Linked DNA regions of Mus musculus: regions 2 and 3 are each linked to region 1. A link is a contact called in public HiChIP or PLAC-seq and promoter capture Hi-C data. All regions are on one chromosome and are shown on one strand. The core of a region is the stretch at or near the end of the contact, and the rest is flanking DNA. Distances in the headings are between cores, read along the strand shown.

Region 1 (3,231 bases), core at 462-2,961:
TTTTCCCATTCCATCCCGTTGCAACCTTCTGGCTGAGGGTCCTTAGCCCCCCCTGGGTAGGAATCTTGTGTAGACAAGAAGCAGCTCTTCAAGTGCCCTCTCTGGATGTTCTCAGGGAGCAGCAGCAGTAGGCAGCCAGAAGTGGTAGCAAGTGGCGCCCTCTAGTGTTAGGTCCCCATATGGGCCTCTTGCGCATCAGCATTTAGGATCACAAGTGTTACAGATTTGCTGTAGGCCTTAGGCTCTTGGCACCCTTAGCCTTTGGCAGTGACCTATGATAGAACTCTGAGCCTGAGGTATGAGAGCCATGGCACTCTGGGAATCCGGAGATCATGCCATGCAGTTTCTCTTTTCTGGCTTTCTATTCCTCTTTACTCTCGGCTCTCTTGTCAGCAGTCCAGTTCTGCCAACCTTTATCCTACCCTGCCTTACTTCAATGGCTCAACTGCCTCTTCTTTAGCCGTCGGTCAGCTAAGCTGGCCTTGCTGTGTTTGCAGCTAGGGCACATTGTGACTTCATGTCTATTTCTGATGTCTACTTCCTGCCGTGATTGCTCCTGGGCTGTTTGGCCGACCACTTGGCTCCTTCCATAACCCAGTTAGACTGGAGTAACTTGGGAGTAACAAACTCTACCAGGACTGACTGGGGCACCTGATCAGGCAGGCCCCTTGGGAGCTGGGAACCTGCTGTGTCTTCAGCTGAGATGCAGCTGGCTGCCATGTTGCTTTCACGGCTGCCATGCCAGCTCCCTGGCTTTCTGGGTCACTTCTCTTCTGATGTTGCCACCATACTCAGCCATCTTTCTTCTTGTTACCAGCTCAGCCCACGCTACTGGAAGTAAGCAAGAGAAAAGCATCCTAGAGATTCATTAGGCTAAAGCTTTAACACCAAGGCAGGCAGCAGCAGTGAGTGTCTCCTAGCGAAATAACCAACCGGGCATTAGCAATCTGCTTATATAGCCCAGGAAAGAGTTTTGAACTGATTACAGCCACTCTGGACCAGTCACAGCTGGTTTTTACCTATCACAGATGTTTGTTTGAGTTGATCACAGCCTGGCTTCTGAACATCAGTGACAGTCACTGAGGTTTGCGTTTTAGATCCATCCCAGCCTTCTTTCTTAGCCCTGTCATAGCAGTTCATCAGCTAGACTGTCGGAGGAGGCGTTCCCCTCTCTGCTCAGGGTAGGCTAGAGTTCATAGGTGGTCATGATATCAAAGGCCAGGAATAAACTATTTCAAATAGTCCCTGCTGAGGCTGTGCCTTCGAGAATCACACAGTAGGCTAGGCTCATGTGTTCTCGACTTAATGTGGAGAGTGTTCAAGATGGCGCGGGCTGGCAGAAAGGTAGTCTGGCCAGCTGAGGAATGATAATCCTGTTGTTCAAGGCAGTCAAGGTCTGCAAAGAAGAGGCCAACAGATGCCTTCCCCACACTTTGCTACTCATAGGAAAATGAACATGCCGTTGGCCCAAGTAGTGTCTTTGATCAATTTTAGCTGGACTTTCTGGGTGGTGTCCAATCATCCCATGTTCTGTCTCAGAGAGGTAGATGCTTACTGCGCGTTCCTGGTATAGAGTCAGGGTTGACCTGGCCAGTTATTGACCGAAACTTCCACTCCAGTGAATTGTCTAGTGAGTCACTTCCTCTCTGCATTGTTAATTGTCTATGACAAGAGCTAGAATGTGTAAAAGGGACCTGTGTCCTACAGTGACATCAGTGCTAACCATATCCGTGTCACCTGAACACTACTAGGAATGCTAGTTACCCAGGCAGAGCCTGGGTCTACAGATCAGAAACAAGAGTGTCCCTGACACCTAGTGTTTGAAGGGTTTATTGTTCTACTATCAACAGGAAATAGATCCATTGAAGGCTGGCCTCAGGGAAATGTATTTCTGTCATGGATATCTATAGGAGGCTAGGAAGGGTCAGGGGTACAGAGAGCTCCTCAGGGCCTTGGCGATAGTGGATGAGCCGTCCTTGCACTGAGCTGTGTCTCTCTGAAGTTCAGACTTGCTTATTTGATCTGACCTTGGAACTTTGACCGTTGGGAGCAGCATCTGGATTTTCTTTGCAGACAAATACGTTTACTTTTCTGTAAGTTAATTTGTTTGAAGTGAGGAGAGGGCACGACAGAAGCTTCTGTAGAACCTAGAGTGCCACGTGAGAGGGATGGACCACTGCCATGTGAGAGTGACAGGCCACTGAGGGCCACAAGTGTGACCCTGAGTGGGCTTAAGACAGGCTCCCTCCTGGGAATCCTTGCCCTTCTCACTGAGTGGCCAGGCTGCTGCAGGAGGTAAGCTCAGATCAGAGCAGGCTTTCTCAGAAGGTGGTGGCATTGTCCCCAAATAGCTGGGGATTCCTCAGTGCCCCGTGCCTGACTCAGGGTCAGACATGAACTCATCACATTGTATTTGTCTGTTCATCTTACACCTCAACTAGATTGATTTCCTTCTGCTAGGGACTGTGCTTGCTCTGCCTCTATCTATCTATCTATCTATCTATCTATCTATCTATCTATCTATCTATCTATCCATAATCTATCATTTATCTATCCATCTATGTATTTATGTATCCATCCTCTATCTATCTATCTATCTATCTATCTATCTATCTATCTATCCATAATCTATCATCTATCCATCTATGTATTTATGTATCTATGTATCCATCCTCTATCTATCCATAATCTATCTATCTATCTATCTATCTATCTATCTATCTATCTATCTATCTATCTATCTATAAATAATCTACCCATAATCTATCATCTATCTATCCATCTATGTATTTATGTATCTATGTATCCATCCTCTATCCATCTATTATCTATCTATCTATCTATCTATCTATCTATCTATCTATAAATAATCTACCCATAATCTATCATCTATCTATCCATCTATGTATTTATGTATCTATGTATCCATCCTCTATCCATCTATTATCTATCTATCTATCTATCTATCTATCTATCTGTCATCTATCTACCTATCTCTCTCTATATCTCTCTATCTCTTTCTTTCTATCTCTCTCTCTATCCATAATCTATCTATGTATACACCATCTATCTATCTATCTATCTATCTATCTATCTATCTATCTATCTACCACCTATCTATCCATCCATGTATTTATGTATCCATCCTCTATCCATCTATTTATTATCTGTCTATCCATAATCTATGTATCTATGTATGCACTATCTCTCTCTTATCTCATCTATCTATCT
Region 2 (3,633 bases), core at 546-3,045, 290 kb before region 1:
GGTACAGTAACGTATCAATGTCAGTATGTACCACTTATCATTTATGAGTGACATGCACACCGAGTGACACCTCTCCTGACACCTGACACCTCCATCACAAGCACTTCCTCTCAGCGACACACACCTGGGCCCTGCTTCTTCTATCATTGCCTCTTGTGTTTGGCTACATTTGTTTGGGCCTGGGCCACTCCTCAAGTTACACTATAACCCGGAACTCTTCCAACCCTGAGCCCCAGTTCTGAGGCAGCATCAGTGATACGGACCTCCCACGCTTTGAGGAACTCAGGTAGGACAGTGCCTGACAGCAAAGAACAGAAGACGCTTGACAGCAGTCAATGACCAAATGGTAGTAGGGCACCAAATGGTAGTAGGGCATGAAAGGGAGAAGTCGCCGTGGTGCCTTTACCTTCGTGGTTGCTTTACCTTCGCTGTTTATTTACAGTGGCCCTGGGTTACAGCTAGGACCTAGAATCTCAGCGACATAAATTACAGGCGCCCCTTTTTTTTCTTTAATGGTATTGGAGTAAACCATTCAAGTTATGCATTTTGCTTTTTCCTTTTTTTTTTCATAACACCAATTGAAATACAAATGGCTAACCTGCACTCTTCTTAGTCTTTTAGAATGAATACTTTTCTGAATGGACTGCTGTGATTTGTGAAGGACATCGTCAGTGAGTTACAGTTTCTGGAAACCAACCTAAAAACAGTATTATTCTGGGTAGGAGTAAGTCCCAGCAACATAGGGAACTAAGGAAAGGGCTGGACGGGTTCCTGAGACCCTTGGAGTATTTATTATCACCGTTACAGTAGTAGCCCTCTTCTAATCCTAACCTTCCCCATGGCCCACCTCCAACCCTGGCACCTCCAACCTAGGACTAGGGCGCGACTGCGCACAGAGAAGGCGGCTGCGGTTCTCAGGTAGTGACAGGTGCAGTAACTTGGCTGGTTAAAGAACGAAAGATTTTGACCTTCCCGCAGCCCTGCTTGGGAGCTGGCAAAAGGCTTCTATGCAAAAGAGCGACGGGACTGAAGGAGAAAACCGGGGAGACCACAGAATGCACTGCTTGCTTGGCCTCGGGATTCATCCCAAACCTAAACTCCAGTTCCTCTGGTTCCAAAGATGATGTGAGCTGGTCCCAATGCAGCCAAGAGGGCAGCGCCGAGGTGCCTTCTGGAGGAACCCCGCCGTCAATCGGCCGCTAGGATTGCGCCCCAGATCTCTAAGCGCGTGGATCTCGGTCTTGAGTGGACCCAGGTCCCCGCGGCCGGCGTTAAAACGCTCTTGGCTGCAGCATGGGGCGCCCAGGATGCGGGGGCGAGCCACCCCATCACCCTGGGAGCCCAAGGGGAGTGCGGGGATAAGGAAGCAGAGAGCAGCACCCTGGAAACCCGGCTGGGTCTGCGGCGCCCCCCGGCAGGGTCAGAGGAGCAGAGAGCAAATCCGGCAACAAGTGGTAGGCACGGCCTCTATGGCAGGGCTAGCCGGGCGATAGCCGAGTAAAGCGTACCAGCGCGGGCTCCGCGGGCCTGCGACCCCCTAGGCCAGGTGCCGGCTGTGGGACTCCGACCCGCGCAGCCACCGCAGCCACCCGGGAACCGGCCGCCCGCCCCGCCACCCCGGACTCACTGCTGCACTCTTCGTCCCCGCACACTTTGAGGTCCGAGAAACGCCGTCCGTGGCTGAGATCCGACTGGCCCGGGACCCACCAGAGCGCCCCCAGCACGAACAGCCAGAAGAGCAGCCCCGGCGCCGCAGCCATGTTGTGGCCACCGCGGGCCCGGGTGACGCGGAGGCCGCCGGCGGGCGGTGTCGGGGGCGGGGCAGGAGCGGGCGGTGCCGGGGGAGGCGCCCAAGAGGCGGGCTGCTGCGAGTGACACGTCAGCAAGGGCTCAGCAAGGGATGCGCGGTGACTTGGAGGAGGCCTTGGCGTCCCTCCCGAACTGCTACCTTGACGACCGTCAGAGGCACCTTCCCCTCGCCCAATCGCAAGCCTCGACTCGGGCGCCTTCACAGACGACCCTCCGCGTCACCAGGTTCGTCACTCCGCATCTCAGCGCCATCCCAACAGGTTTTTCGTCTTCCTCCTACAGCTTCGGATTTCTGGTCCATGCTAAACAGCCATCTCTCTCCATCACTTCTTCCAACTACCGCTTTTAGTTCTGAACCGCCAAGTCCCACACAGGACTGGACACAGTGTGTAACTGATCCATGCACAACCCCCGACCCTAACACACACACTTCAAACTCCATGGGGTTCTTTGGGACCTCCATGGCTCTCTTTTAGTTCAGTGGAGTAGTGGGTGAGACAGTAAATTAGAAAGTGTCATCCTTTAAGGAGAGGGGTGGTGGACAGTGATCCTCTGCCCACGATCTTCAGATTCCTGTCGCTGTCCATAAAGGACATAAGAACATAAAGTCATTTAGTCTAGCACCAACGTGTTCAGCTTCCATCTCCTTTGACAGAACTGTAGGCCAGACCCACTCCGTGGCACACCCGAATGCCCTCATGTTGCCAATAGCTACTGTCTCAATGTTCTCCTTAAGCTTCCTTATAACTCCGTATTTCCAAGTAACATGCAATGGCTTTACCACAGACTGCCCTGTCTCTCTGTCCCTTTATCCTGTTTCCTGGCTTTCTTCCCCTCTTCTGTTAGGTTCACTCAAATAGAGCAGCCCACTCCTCCCACCCCTCAAATAACTCTATAGGAGCTATTGTTTATGTGGTGCTGGAGTCTGGGCGTGCTCACCGACAGTGCTGAGCTACATCCCCACTCTAACTTGTTTTGTTTCCGCTTGTTCTTCATTGCCTAGGGAGGTACCCGGGTCTTGTGATGTGCTCAACAACAATCTGCTGCATGAACCACAGTCCCGATGTAAACACACACACACACACACACACACACACACACACAGACTCCATGGAGTTCTTTCAGACCTCTAGTGCTCTCCCCACAGCAGCATCCTCAACACCAAATCTGCAGATACGTTTATTGTTAGATGGGGACATATCTGTCAGAGCGACTACATTCTCACCCCACTGTTTCCTGTTGTTCTGGGTGCCACCGGGGTATGAAAGCACACCAAAGTAATTTAAACGTCTTCTTATGTCTACAGAATAGAATTAAATAACATTCCATTGGTAGAAAAAGACGGATAAAATAGCATGAGATATTGATTTAAATATACTTTTACATACAGGGCCAATGTTCCTATTACTGAAGAATAGTACGCTGTTTGGCTCATAATAGGTTTTGCTTGCTTTTAAAATGTATTTATTCTGGAGAGTTCAACAGCAAGCTTAAAAGATGCTGCCAAAGAGGGAAAGTGGTTCTGAGAAAGGAGGAGAAGGAGGTGCAGCCTCTGGAAGTGACAGTGCTGACAAGGCGTCTCAGGGGTCTAAGGTGGTGGACGTCAGTAGAGGTCAGACCCATTCTATGTGGAAAACACGGGAAAATCATGGAAGCCATGGAAAAGTTAAAGTCTGGGATGAAATTCACTGAAGTGGCCACCGCACAATATAGTGAAGATAAACCCAGACAAGGAGGTGACTTGGGTTAGGTGACCAGAGAATCCATGATGAGGTCATTTCAAGAAGCAGCATTTGCCTTGCCTGTAAGTGGGATGGATAAGCC
Region 3 (3,688 bases), core at 1,182-3,681, 360 kb after region 1:
CGCACAGATACCTACAGTGAATTTAAAACACTGTTTGATGAACCAGGGAGATGCCTCACTGGGAAAAGTACAAACGGGAGGACCTAAGAACCTGTCTAAGGCTGGACAAAGCATCTGTAGTCTAGACTTTCCCACAGAGAGGTGGAAGATGGAGACAGGAGAACCTCTGGAAGTTCCTTGGCAAATTAGCTTGGCATGTGCTGATCAATGGTACACAACAAAGAGACTCTGTGTTAAGGTGGACCCCAAAGACTGACACTTGGGGGTTTTTTTGGTTTTTTTTTTGTTTTTGTTTTTGTTTTTTGGTTTTTCAAGACAGGGGGTTTCTCTGTGTAGCTCTGGCTGTCCTGGAACTCACTCTGTAGACCAGGCTGGCCTCGAACTCAGAAATCCGCCTGCCTCTGCCTCCAGAGTGCTGGGATTAAAGGCGTGTGCCACCACGCCCGGCTTTGTTTTGTTTTTTGTTTTCTGATTACACACACACACACACACACACACACACACACACACACTCTCTCTCTCACTCATATATCTGCTTTGTAAAGTTTTACTTCATCCACATTTTCAATTACAGAAGCAGTCCCACTGTAGAGTAAGTGTTATCTCCTTTCCCTAAGTTTTCTTGGGGCCATGTGATCCAACCTTGCCCTACTTGACTCCATAGCCAAATACCTTTTATTTTTCAGAGCTCAGTCCCACGTGCTGGTCCCAGAACACTCACAGCCTCTTTTATTTTATTTATTTATTTTTTTTGCCTGAGTTACAGATTCATTAACCCAGACTTTTTAAAAAATGTTATTATTAGAACTTTAATCACCCATGTCCTCCTTTCAAGTTCTTGCTAAAATTAATTTCTGGCAATAATAATTATGTCAGTCAGGGGCCAGCCAAATATACCCGTGGCCCCTGGGCCAAATCAAGATGGGAGTTTCCAGCCATAATCTATTTTTTGGCTCATAATGGTTGTGCCACTTTGCCCACCTGCTCCCTTCTCTCTGTCCCGCAGCAGGTGAAGTATTAGATGGGCCAACTCATCTGCTGTGGCTAGACTCTGTAAATTATATCTTAGTGAACTCAGAGACAACAATGAGATAGTAAATAAATCAGGTCTAAGTCAAGGGCAGACATCAAAATGGCAATGGTTTGGCAGGCATGAGGGGTGCTAATGGTAAAGCTGGAAGAGAGAGAAACCAGGGAAACTTTACAAGGAGCTGACAAGAGTCTATGGAGAATGGGTAGGACTCTTATTTTGAAAGATGTTCTCAGCCACTATTGTTTTCAATGTACTCTAGGAGAGGATTGGAGAACACACAAAATCTGGTTAAAGAAAGGTGAGTCCTTGACAGTATGGCCTGTCTATCATCTTCCTGGCTCCACAATCTCCCCCTATATTCCTGAAGTATACCTCTGTCTATACATTACAGCACAGAACTTAGGATGTAAGACCACCCTGGTGGTTTGAATATGTTTGGCCTAGGGTGGCACTCTTGGGGGCGGGGGGGTGGCCTTGTTGGAGGAAGTGTGTCACTCTGGAGGTGGGCTTGGAGGCCTTCCTCATAGCCACATGGGAGCCAGTCTTCTGTCTGCTTTCAGAAGAAAACCGAACTCTCAACTCCTCCTGAGCCACACCTGCTTAGATGCTACCATACTCCCACATTGATGATAATGGACTAAACCTCTTAACCTGTAAGCCAGCCCCAGTTAAATGTTTCCCTTTATAAGAGTTGCCTTGGTCATGGTGTCTCTTCACAGCAGTGAGACCCTAACTAAGACTACCTTGACTATAGTCAGGCATGACATCAGACAGACTCACTCTTTCTGCCTTAATGTTGTTTATTCAGCCAACAAAAATAATGGCTGTCTACTTTCAAACCATTGTGCTGGGTTAGGGTTATAACTATCCTAAATTTTTAAAAGACTGATTTATTTTTATTGTTTGTGAATAAGTGAGTTTCTGCATGTATGTAGGTGTGCATGTATGCCTCTTGCCCTCAGAGGCCAGAACAGGGGGCTCAGATCCCCTTACAGGTGGGCTGTAAGCTACTGGGGTGGTGCTGGGAACTGAACCTGGTCTTCTGTAAGAATGGCAAAAATAACTGCTGAGCCATCCCTCCAGCCTCACAGTGTTTAGTCCAAGGAGTAAGGAATCAAGGTGACTCACAACACTGGCAATCACCTGTGAAAGGAGCAACACCCTGAAAACTCAGAGATTAAAGAAAGGGCCAGTGGCTTTATAGATGATAGGCAGGGGCTTATGAGTTGCTCCAGATATTTATGTAGAGTATTAAGTGAACGAAAAATGAAAGAAAGAAAGAAAAAGGAATGGCAAGGCGGAGAAGTATAAAAAGGAGAGCATAAGCAGAGGCAGACACGTCTGGGAGACTTCAGCGTAAACATGACCCTGAGCTATGAGCAGAGAAGGCAAGGAGGTAGGGAGAGAGGAGATACTGACCAAGAGCCACACCCTGGGCCTGGAGACTGACCAAAAGAGGGTCAGTCTTAGCTAAATAGCTGGATTATATAAGGAAGGGTAGCTGGGGGAAGGGCAGCCCAGACCCTGGGCTGGAGAAGTTTAGTGTGGGGGCAGGGTATACCAGCCTTACCCTGTAACAGATAGGGACAGAGAGATGCTGGGAGAACCTGGTGGCCTGGTCTGCTTTGCTTTGATATGTTAAATAGGCACCTCTGGCTATTTGCTCCAGGGTTTGAGATTTAGTGGTGGGAGCCCCCTAAGGGAGCCTGGGGTGGGGGAGGGGGCGGAAATAGAGTGCTGAGATTTGTGTATACAGCCCTCTGGGGCAGAAGTGTTAAGAGGGTGTGTCTGTGGCAGACCCTACAGTGGCCAGACTGAACTGATGACGTTGTGGATGAAAAAAAAAAAAAGTTCACAGTCCCAGGAGCTAAATACAAGAGGTCAGGAGCCTGGCTGAGTGTTCAGGTGAGGTCAAGGAGAAGAGGGCAGACTCTCTCTCTGTATTCCTGCCCTGGTGCCCTGGTGGAAAGGGACAGCAAAGCCACCCACAGAGGATCGAGGAAGGCAGGCAAGTCTGAGGCTGGACTGGCATTGACGTCATATCTCCTGAGTATTGTAGTGCATGTGACAGTAGTTGAATGTGTGGATAGGAGTCCCCCCAAGAGCACACTATGGTAGCGCATACAGAGCCCCCGGCTGGAGGGTGGGGTAATGCTCTGAGTCTGAGAGGGATTGCATTCCTTCCTTCACTTATCTCTGTGACATGAAGGTGCTTGGGGGAGGATGACAGTTTTGTGACAGGCTCCATCGCGGCATGTTTCACAGGTGAGCCATACAGTGAGAACCAAGTATTCAGACACAAGTTCCTCCTCTGTGGTCTCACCCGAGGAAGCCTGGGTCCAGGCTGGGAGACAAGAGAGCCGTCAGTATGGGGCCTCTACCTGCCGCTATCCAGATGATCTTGGCTTCTTTATATTTTAACTGCCATTTTCCCCTTAACATTTGACATTTCCCCACCTTCTCACTAAACACTGTCCCTCCCTTTGAAAGGCTAACCGCCCCCCCCCGCCCCCGGGTCCGATCCACCCACTCTCTCTCTCTCTCTTTTTTTTGGTTTTTCGAGACAGGGTTTCTCTTTTTAGCCCTGGCTGTCCTTGAACTCACTTTGTACACCAGGCTGGCCTCGAACTCAGAAATCCGCCTGCCTCTGCCTCC

The links. Promoter capture Hi-C pulls out the DNA fragments that hold promoters and counts their contacts. HiChIP or PLAC-seq counts read pairs in DNA pulled down with a chosen protein or histone mark.
Region 2: a contact with region 1 is called in a FOXA1 HiChIP or PLAC-seq map of pancreatic cancer cells. The contact joins the promoter of Mia3 here to the enhancer-like site in region 1. A contact is called at or near these places in 1 of 39 promoter capture datasets (the C10 cell line), 6 of 484 Hi-C or Micro-C datasets (Th1 cells, adipose-derived mesenchymal stem cells, embryonic stem cells and 3 more) and 3 of 115 datasets of contacts at active chromatin or transcription factors (astrocytes, bone marrow-derived macrophages and pancreatic cancer cells).
Region 3: a promoter capture Hi-C map of trophoblast stem cells shows a contact between it and region 1, with 4 times the contacts expected there. The contact joins two enhancer-like sites. A contact is called at or near these places in 13 of 39 promoter capture datasets (the 3T3-L1 cell line, HPC-7-derived erythroid cells, the SN4741 cell line and 9 more), 2 of 15 datasets of contacts at CTCF or cohesin (the NIH/3T3 cell line and large pre-B cells), 8 of 484 Hi-C or Micro-C datasets (the C2C12 cell line, the N1E-115 cell line, cerebral cortex and 4 more) and 15 of 115 datasets of contacts at active chromatin or transcription factors (the NIH/3T3 cell line, the SCID.adh cell line, VIP interneurons and 11 more).

The regions. Positions count from the first base shown.
Region 1 is chr1:183,657,095-183,660,325 of GRCm38.p6, forward strand. The region is part of intron 2 of Gm39724 (a long non-coding RNA gene); the gene reads left to right. Among named protein-coding and RNA genes, the nearest start is that of Gm39724, 27 kb to the left of the region's middle. Within about 2 kb of position 1,712, at least 8 of the 459 cell types and tissues checked have an H3K27ac peak or open chromatin away from gene starts, as enhancers often do. A contact at or near this core is called in pancreatic cancer cells and trophoblast stem cells, where this site is marked.
Region 2 is chr1:183,367,770-183,371,402 of GRCm38.p6, forward strand. Mia3 (melanoma inhibitory activity 3) reads right to left here and starts at 1,796. Exons shown (of 26, transcript NM_177389.3): 1 at 1,628-1,796. The coding sequence starts at 1,760. It also overlaps the pseudogene Gm37339.
Region 3 is chr1:184,016,795-184,020,482 of GRCm38.p6, forward strand. All of the region lies in intron 2 of Gm39725 (a long non-coding RNA gene), which reads left to right. Among named protein-coding and RNA genes, the nearest start is that of Gm39725, 5.3 kb to the left of the region's middle. Within about 2 kb of position 2,432, at least 32 of the 459 cell types and tissues checked have an H3K27ac peak or open chromatin away from gene starts, as enhancers often do. A contact at or near this core is called in trophoblast stem cells, where this site is marked.